3 separate regions of the Sus scrofa genome follow, and all the other regions are linked to region 1. Evidence: chromatin contacts called from public promoter capture Hi-C data. All regions are on one chromosome and are shown on one strand. The core of a region is the stretch at or near the end of the contact, and the rest is flanking DNA. Distances in the headings are between cores, read along the strand shown.

Region 1 (3,020 bases), core at 232-2,731:
GCTTAAGTGCACCAAAAAGAACAAAAATGTTTGCTTTGTTCCCTTAAAATCTCCATCCAACGGAAGCTGAGTTACCACTTGCTGTGAATAAAACGATTTTCACATTCCTTCTGCCTCCAGCTAATCTTTCTGATGAGAGAAATAAGAATCTAGGAACGTGTGTTTGATGCAGTCCTGAATTCAGTTCCGCTTTTCGTGGAGCGATTTGGAACAAACTGCCCGTGAAGAACTGAGGTGATTTTAAGATTCATTTTACTTGGAAGTAGTGGTGTGCGAACACCTACCAACATATTTTCTCACCGAAGAGCTAAAAACTGTACTGAGCAATAATCATGAAACTGGGGAGCAAAATATGTGCGCCAGGCCAGCCAAGAATAAAAATTTTCTAATTAAATCCTTGGAAGACGCGGAGGGGGGGGGGGGGCAGTGTGAACGCCGGAGCGTAATCTGTCACTTAGCTACGGTTCTCCTCAAAACCCAGGCGAAGAGAGCCCCGGGCGGAACCGACGCCACCATCCTGTGATCGGGACCGGCGCGCAGATGCTGGAGCAAGGGACTGAAGGGAGCGGGTCGTCGGACGCGGGCCACTCGCCCGCAGAGTTAAAACAAAGGGCTAATCGTGCACCCGAGTTCCCAGGAGCGGAAGCGGCAACGCCTCCCCAGCCGCCGGGCCCCGCGACCCTTCCCAAGTTCAGGGCCGGCAGCGGACTCGCGGCGGGGCCTGCGGCCAGGCCGAGCCTAGATTCGCGATCCAGGTGCTGGAAACAGGTAGGGCAAAGGAAAAAAGACGCAAAGAGAAGAGCCGGCGCTTCCCAACCTGGTCAGCGCAGCAAAATGGGAAAATGAGGCGGGCGGAAGGACTCGGGGCCGAGTCCCCGCCGCGGGGCCCTGCTTCCCGGGGAGCCGCCAGGCACCGAGGACCCGGCGCCGCGCTTTGTTACCGGCTGTGAGAAGCTCCGGCCGCCGCTGCCATCGCCCCCGCTCCGGGGCGTCGCTTCCCGGCGATTCTCGCCTTCCTCCGCAGAGTAGTCGATTTCTCCCTCCTCGGTCTTGAGGCGCTTGGCCTGGCTCTCGTATTCCCGGTCCTCCTCATACGTCTCCCTAGGGGAGGATGAGGAGGAGGACATGGCGGCGGCCGGAGAGACCGGCCGGCAGGCGTGTGGGGGTGGCGGCGGGGCGCGGGCCTCGGACGCCGCCGGCCAGTCCTCGCCACCCGCAGCGCTTCTTCAGAAAAGGTCTGTGCGGCCGGGCGTCCGCGGGGGCCGCGCGCCCTGGAGCCGGGTGGGTGCAGAGAGCGGGCAGGATGAAGGGGGCGCTCCAGGAGGAGGCTCCGGAGCGGCCGCTCCCCTTTATCACAGAGCCAACATTCAGCCTCTCCCTCTTCCTCCGTCTCCAAAGCCTGCCCTGGGGAGCGAATCTAAGGATCGGGACGCGACCGTTGCTTCCGGTCTTCCCTCCTCCCCTAATCCGCTCCTTGCCGCCCAGGCCGAGCCTCCACCCCCGCCTTCGCGGCCGCCGCAGAGGATCAAATCCAGCAGCACCCCGCGGGAAGCGCCCCCCAGCCCGGGCCTTGCTCTCTATTGGCAGAGGGAAAAGTCGACCAGGCTTCCAATTGGCTCTAAAGGCCGTTCGTCAAAAGCTGCCCACTGTCAGGCCTCCTCCCCCCCCCCCCACTCCGCGCCTTCAGAACTCGCCGCTGGCCTGCGAGTGACGACCGAGCAGCACCTGCAGCGCAACGTCCTGGAGCGGTTGCTACACCGCGGCCGTTAGCGCTGTTGGGCCAACCGGAGGTGAGGCGCGGGGCGAACCCCGGCGGGCCAGGAGGCAAGCAGTGGGACCGGGGCTGCGGGTGTTAACCGCCCTCCCGCTAATTTAAATGCTTTTATTACTTCTCTTCAAAAGAGAAAATCCCTACAGATGTACCTCACACAGCCCTAAAGCTCCGGGAGGTGAAGCGAGCAAAGGGCTTAGAGCCGTGAAAGTAGCCTTCTCCCATTGTTGTGTGCAAAATCTCATCCAAGTGGACGGATTCTCTCCCCGCCGCTAGGTAGATGTTCGAGAACAGTCAACATGCACTGAAGTGCGGGTCTAAAGAAGACGCTCCACACGGGCGACTGTCAGTTCGATCAGTTAGTACTCGTGGGTCTTCTGGACTCTTCTTTCCTGACAATTATAACGAGGGGTCTTGTATCAAGTCCCTGCCCCAACTAAATGTGCTTTAAACCTTCCATATAAAGTTTCATCCTTCATCTCAACCTTTTCCTTTCTGGGCGATCGATTTATTTCACATTATCATTTATCTTTTAAAAGACACGAAAGCCTATCAAAGTTGTCCTTTGGACCACACACAGCTTGTTTCCTCTGTGGAGCCCTGAGGCCTCCTCAAGCTTCTGGTTGCCGCTTTCCCCTTTTGAAACGGTGCCCTTTATAAGCTACCTATTAGGATATTCTGTTTTAAAAACTAGACGCGCTTGGAGACAGGAACTGGGCTTTTCTCATCTTTGCAAACCCAGTTCCTGTAACAGTCCCCAGCACAAGTTACATGCTCAACAAGGCTGAATGAGTGGGCCTTGGGAAATAAAGGTCCATTATCTTTCAGGAGAGGAACTGGCAAATCTAACGCAACCTAACTGCCTTCTGTGACTTAATCCTTGGAGAGTTGCCTGGGATCGAGTCATTTAAATGTTTCTGATATCCTTGGCGGTCAGATGCTTCCCAAAATGTGGCTCTTCCTTTCCTAATGGTGTGGATTGTTTCCTCCCCAGCCTATTCTCTCTCCTTTCCAAAGTTATTTCCTAAGGGAAAAAAAAAAAGCCATTTTTATTTATTGTTGACAGTGCTTTAATCTACAGTGTTTTGTACTTAACAATTTACACTGCCTGTCATTTTGGAATCCACTTGCAAGTTTTTTCACAACACGATACAGCTATGATCAAATTTGTGTGCGCCTACAGGTGTACACTGACAAAATAGAACTAAAAAACAATTCGAATTTTTTTTAATTACAATAAAATGGAAAT
Region 2 (3,020 bases), core at 321-2,820, 670 kb after region 1:
GTTTGCCATGCAGTGGAAGCAAGGCCAGCAAACAATGTGATGAATGCTATTTGAAGGTACAGGTATTAACACTGGAAAAGAATTTTTGCCAAAGCTTACCCTTTCTGTTCCTAAAATGAACTCAGAAATACTGTTTTGCCGATGAGCACATACACACTTTGTTTGGCATCAGTAAAATGCTCCCCATCATGCCTAGATTTAGGATGTCCGTACTTCCCTTCTTCCCTCAGAGGTTTAACTTTTCTCCCTTTTCCTCATCTATCTTCAGTTTTCCACTTCCTTCATTTGCTTAGAAATTATGCTCTAATCTCCCATCTTTATTTGAAACGAAACAAACCAAGAAAACTATCTCCTTAAGTCCAAACATGCTCCAACTAAAATCTACATAAACTCACATCAACTTATTTCTGCATTATTTTTGCCCCCATCATGCTATATAGGTGATTTTCTCAGTAAAGATACAAGAGATCACTGTAGGTACAAACCTAACAGCTCTTTTCATCTTCATGGTATTTGATCTCTGCAGTTTTGGTAACAGTTGACTAGAGCTACTTTCCTCATTAGGAAGCTCTTCACAATCAGGCCCATCCTTGTTTTCTCCTTACTCTGCTCCTCACACCCTGAGCTCAGCTGTATTTAACATCACTATTCCTTGAACAGACAGCATTTTTGCACATGCCTTAGTCTAGCCTATAGCTCTCTACCCTGATTTTTTTCTGCACTTGCTAAACTCTTCATCTATGAACAACTCAGCTTAAATGTAATTAATGTTTTACACCAAGGCCTTCCTTTTCTCAAAGCAGAATTAAGGTACAGCCTTTTGCATTGTTCTTTAAATATCTTTATTCATGCAGTGTGCTCCTGGAATATTGGGAATGATGCCTTTTCCATCTTTTCCCCAGTGCCAGTGAAGTGCCTGGATCCACTGTAAATGATCAATGTATGTTGGTTAAAGAATTATCTCGCAAGAGTAAAAAAGACTTTTGATTAGCTTATTTCATAAGCTTTAACTGTAGAATTAATTCTGTGCAAATCCTTTTATTATACAAAATACTTTGAAAAAGGAAAATCCTTTGTGATAAGGCAAAAAATTAAGAAAGTTAATTTCTCTTGCTGCAGAGAGACAGTGAAGATCAGAATTTGAAATCCAAGTCCTGGAGAAAATAAGTATAATTTCAGGGGAGAAAGGCTAAAGTGTACTTTAGAGGGTAGTAGAATATACTGCATATAGTCTTTGTGGCAGTTTAGCACAGTAGTTAAGAGTATATACTTTGAATCAAGCCAAGTGCCTAGGTTCCAGTCATAGCTCTACTTACCAGCTATATTATTGGGCAAGTTATTTCATCTTTCTGTGCCTTAGTTTTTTCATCTGTAAAATGGCATTAACAATACCTACACCTCATTGGGCTGTTCTGGGGCTTTAGTGGGAGAATTTATGTAAAGCACATAGAATAATATCTGGTACACAAACACATGTGTTAGACAAACTGTTATATTCCTTCAAGTAATAGTCTTAGTGTTTGTCCATTATTTTACACGGCACCTTTTTTTTTTTTTTTTTTGTCTTTTTCAGGGCCACTCCTGTGGCATATGGAGGTTCCCAGGCTAGGGGTCTAGGGGTCTAATCTGAGCTGTAGCTGCTGGCCTATGCCAGAGCCAAACAATGCAGGATCGGAGCCGAGTCTTCGACCTACACCACAGTACACGGCAACGCCGGATCCTTAACTCACTGAGCGAGGTCAGGGATCGAACCCGCAACCTCATGGTTCCTAGTCGGATTCATTTCCGCTGCACCGCGATGGGAACTCCAATACAGCACATTTTCATTTTTCTTCTAGTAGTGGTGAAAAGTGATACCTGTCCTTTATTTTCTGGTCTCTACTAAAATCAGTAACACACTTGGCAAGATGAACAATGCGAAAAGGCCCAGGAACAACTGATCTCATTCTACTCACAACATTTAACAAACTAGCTAACAAAATAGACAGCTTTGAACTTCAATGGAGAGGAAATGGATTGTTTCTACCATTTCAGTTGGTGGCTCTCTTTGAGTGAATCAAAATCCTCTATCAAAAGTTAGTGGGTAGAGCTGCCAAATTTGCATTTTAAGTGTCATTAAAGTTTATTCTTTCTGAGCCAAGTGATACTTGGACTACACTTATCCATGTTTAAATCCATTTAAACATGGATTTAAATTCAATGTTGGGCCAGTGTATGTTAGAATCATTTGTACTTTATAAAAACATAGGTTACTGGGCTTCACCCTCAAAGATTGATTCTGGGGTCTGTAGTTTTAAAAAGCCCATGTGTGTATAATACACAACCAGTTATATACTTTTGGGAAATATTTTGACAGTCAAATGTGACAGTTAAATTTTTTTGAAATGTGACCTTTATGTAACTTGTTAAATTATATGAAGACTTGGCAACTAGAAAAGCAGTGGCTCAGGAAAAGGATCAACAACCAAATGCCAAGAATAGAACATTGATTTGTTGAAAATCTTTTCCTTGAGCCTCTGTTTTTCAACATATAATGTTACACTGATAAAGATATATTTTTAGAAGTTACTAAGATTAGCTGCAATGTACTTGGAAAAAGTGATAAATGTAGACAAACTGCTATGATTATTAACTTCTGTGTTATTTATTTATTTACTTTTTGTCTTTTTAGGGCTGAACCTGTGGCATATGGAAGTTCCTAGGCTAGGGGTTGAATTGGAGCTGCAGCTGCCAGTCAGCCACAGCAATGTGGGATCCCAGCCACATCTTCGACCTACACCACAGCTCATGGCAACGCTGGATCCTTAATTCAGAGTGAGGCCAGGGATCGAAACCGTGTCCTCATGGATACCAGTTGGGTTCATTACCACTTTTTTTTTTTTTTTTTGGTCTTTTTTTTTTTGCCATTTTTTGGGCCGCTCCCACGGCATATGGAGGTTCCCAGGCTAGGGGTCTAATCGAGCTGTAGCCACCAGCCTACACCAGAGCCACAGCCACGCAGGATCCGAGCCGAGTCTGCG
Region 3 (3,020 bases), core at 241-2,740, 540 kb after region 1:
GCTTGCAGGTAAAGCAAAAGTAAACGGAGTGAGAGCCTGACAGGATTTCTAATGAATAAAGTATGTAAGGTACACGGCATTTCTTTGGTTGTCTTAGAAAACAGTATCACAAAGAAGTTTGTGACTAGTCAGACACCTGAGCAAAAATGTCAGTAAATTATATCTTAAATATAAGAGCACATTCTGCTAACAAACTAAATAGTTTCCATTGTAAGGTACCCAAGAGGGGGAGAGGGAGAAATGGGCAAAAGGGAAAGTAAAAGTTGCTGGCCTTTGAGAAATATCAGACATCTCGTAAAACACAGTTCTTAAAAGTACAGATGTTTGGAAGAAAGGGTACACTATAACCTCAACTCTCAGTTAAGAACTAAAAATATTTTTAATGTGATAATCTGAAACACTTTTTGAGTAACAAATGGAAATTTAGAAACAGTATTAAGACACTAAAGCTATCCTTACATTTACAAGAAAAAGTAAGAGGAAAACAAAAATACTCCGGCAGTTTTTATATTCATTCAAACGTCAGTTTCTATTAAGTCACAACGGTGCCTTAGAAGCTTCCAAAATATAACATTTCCTAATTATACTAAAACATGTAAAAGTACAGGTCACGGGGTATATAACTTTAGATAAAAATGGGGCAAAGTCGAAGAAACACAGAAAGGTTAAAATTTCTAATCGAAAAATGCAATGACAGTAGAGGAAGGGAGTGAGAGGGAAAAGAAGAATTGAAGAACGAAAGTAAGGAAGGAAGAAAAGAGTGGTATGCGCACCCACCCCTGTTAATCGGACGAGTTCGGGAATTCGGGGGAATGAAGAGTGATTACAGAGGCCATGTTCCTGCTGGCAGGAGAGCTCTGCAATTACTTACAGCGAGCATTATGGCCAGAGCATTCTCGGGCCCACTAGGACGAGTCGACTGGACACCTAAAGCCGGAGACTGACAGCAGCTCCGGGAGAAGACCGAGAAGACGAAAAAGTGGCCTACTTTGACCTCCACTGAAAAGTGAGGCTCCTCCAACTCACGTCTCTGAATCGGGGGCAGGGCATTAACCTCTAAGCGGTTGGATTCTTCGGATAAACTCTCCCTGGCTCCCTGCGGCCTTCCCACACAGCGGGTGAATGTCAACACCAAGAGCCAGCGAGAGAGGGGGAACCTCTCGGCGCGCGCCGTCCTTTCTGCGAGGTGGTGAGACCGGGAAGAAAGACGGCCCCGCGCGCGCCCCGCCTCCCCAACCCTTCTCCAGCCCCAGCGCCCTCGCAGGGGCTGCAGCCGGGAAGCGGGGTCCCCCGCGCTCCTCACCTTTTTCAGCGCAGGAACCAGCAGCCCCCGCCACTTGGGCGCGTTCTCCTCGCTGAAAAACTCGTACGGCAGCTGCTGCGCCTGCATGGTGCCCCCGGGGCGCCTCTGGGCGGGGAGAGGGGTGGCGGTGGTCGGGCCGGGGAGCCGCGAGAGGGCGAGCTCGCCCCGCGGAGCAGGGCCGCAGCCCCACCGGACGGCCCGGCCCCCTCGGGGAGCCGCGCGGCCGGGCTAGCCTCGGAGAGGGGCCTGGGGGGCGAGGCCCGCGCCCGGCCACCCACCCGATACGGGCACCAGCCGCGGAGAGCGAACGCAGCCCGGAGGCGGCGGCGGCGGCATTCCGCCCCACCGCCCCGGGGCCAGGCCCCCTACCCCTCCCCGGCCTGCCGGCGCCGCCCGGGGCTGGCCTCTGCCGCTGCCGCCGCCGCCGCCCGCCCGCCGAGGCTGCGCTCCCGGGCCCGGCCTGGCCCCGCGGCGGAGCCGGCGGCTGGGGGAGGGCGGGTGGAGGGACGCTCCGGCTGCGGCGCCCGCTCCACGCAGCGGGGACCCCCAAAACGCGAGCGACCCGGGGCGGGGCGGAGCTGGGCGCAAGGTCCAACAGGGGAGGGGAAAGGCCCGAGGTCGTGGTCGGGGAATCTGGCTGCCCTGAGGTGCCGCCGCGGCCGCCGCCGACGCTAGTGTAGCGCTCGAGCTTCCTACTAGCGAACTGAACCTGCTCGCTACTGAGCATGCGCCGCCGGGCAGGGCCGGTTCGCTCCGGGTTTTCCGGCTCCCCAGCGAAGGAGGAGGGAAGCGCGGGCGAGGGAGGGCGCCCCGCCGGGCTGTGGCGGCGCCCCCGAGGGCTGCTGGGGAGGAGCGATAGGGCCGCCAAAGGTCGAACCCTGGACCGACTGGAGCCCGCGGGGTGGGGTGCGCGCTGCAGTGAAGTGCACCCCACTGTATTGTTGGGCTGAGGGATCCCAGCGCTCTCTTGGTGTCCCCGGGCCTTTCGTTTTGGAAAGGAGTATGTGTGTACTTTGTTCCCGAAAATGAAGATAAGGACTGCCCAAAGCATGCAATGTATAGTAAACAGACTGGACAAAAGATTGGTGCCTGTCGCACGAAACCTACAGCCTGATATTTATCGGATAACGGAAGTGATGACAATGTTTGCAATTGGTCTTTCCACATCACCAAGAATAAAATACGTGTCATGTTGATTTTGTGAGCATGTGTTTAAATTCAATATGTTCATCTTTCAGACCCACTTCAAATATGAACTTCAGTAACCACTTACCTCCAGTGGAAATTGACACCTCTCCTGCAGCTCCTGGAGCCCAGAACACTTTATTCGGGTCCCTTTTAGGGCATTTAGTTTATCGTGTTTCGTATCTCTACAAGGCTCTTTCAACTAGATAAACTCCTGGAAGGCAGATCTTTTTCACGAGGGACTCTACACAGAACAGGCACTTGGTGAATGTTCATGGAATGCTAAAGGAGCATTATATATAGTGTTCCTCCATCCCAGGGATGCAGGTGTTTTTACCAGGAGGCTGGCACCTCCTGGTTTATTTTACCATTAAGCAGTTTTGAGCATAATCTCTTAATCCTCAGCAGTCCTATTGTTTTTATTTCACAGATGAGAAGACAGTTTAGAGAACCAGCCTGGGCAGAAGTTAGTGAACCCTGCTGTTCCAGTGAACAATAACCAGGATCACATAGATGAGAAATGTTTGCAGTG

The links. Promoter capture Hi-C pulls out the DNA fragments that hold promoters and counts their contacts.
Region 2: a contact with region 1 is called in a promoter capture Hi-C map of fetal liver, with 3 times the contacts expected there. The contact joins the promoter of CDKL4 here to the promoter of HNRNPLL in region 1. A contact is called at or near these places in 1 of 5 promoter capture datasets (fetal liver) and 1 of 2 datasets of contacts at active chromatin or transcription factors (skeletal muscle).
Region 3: a contact with region 1 is called in a promoter capture Hi-C map of liver, with 5 times the contacts expected there. The contact joins the promoter of SOS1 here to the promoter of HNRNPLL in region 1. A contact is called at or near these places in 2 of 5 promoter capture datasets (fetal liver and liver), 2 of 47 Hi-C or Micro-C datasets (fibroblasts and heart right ventricle) and 2 of 2 datasets of contacts at active chromatin or transcription factors (alveolar macrophages and skeletal muscle).

What each region holds. Positions count from the first base shown.
Region 1 is chr3:101,751,791-101,754,810 of Sscrofa11.1, reverse strand. HNRNPLL (heterogeneous nuclear ribonucleoprotein L-like) reads right to left here and starts at 1,481. Exons shown (of 11, transcript XM_021087609.1): 1 at 942-1,481. The coding sequence starts at 1,127. LOC102164129 (a long non-coding RNA gene) reads left to right here and starts at 1,657. Exons shown (of 6, transcript XR_002342766.1): 1 at 1,657-1,790.
Region 2 is chr3:101,085,706-101,088,725 of Sscrofa11.1, reverse strand. It overlaps CDKL4 (cyclin-dependent kinase-like 4), which reads right to left and starts at 1,570. Exons shown (of 10, transcript XM_021087585.1): 1 at 1-1,570.
Region 3 is chr3:101,208,038-101,211,057 of Sscrofa11.1, reverse strand. It overlaps SOS1 (son of sevenless homolog 1), which reads right to left and starts at 1,490. Exons shown (of 21, transcript XM_021087590.1): 1 at 1,304-1,490. The coding sequence starts at 1,390.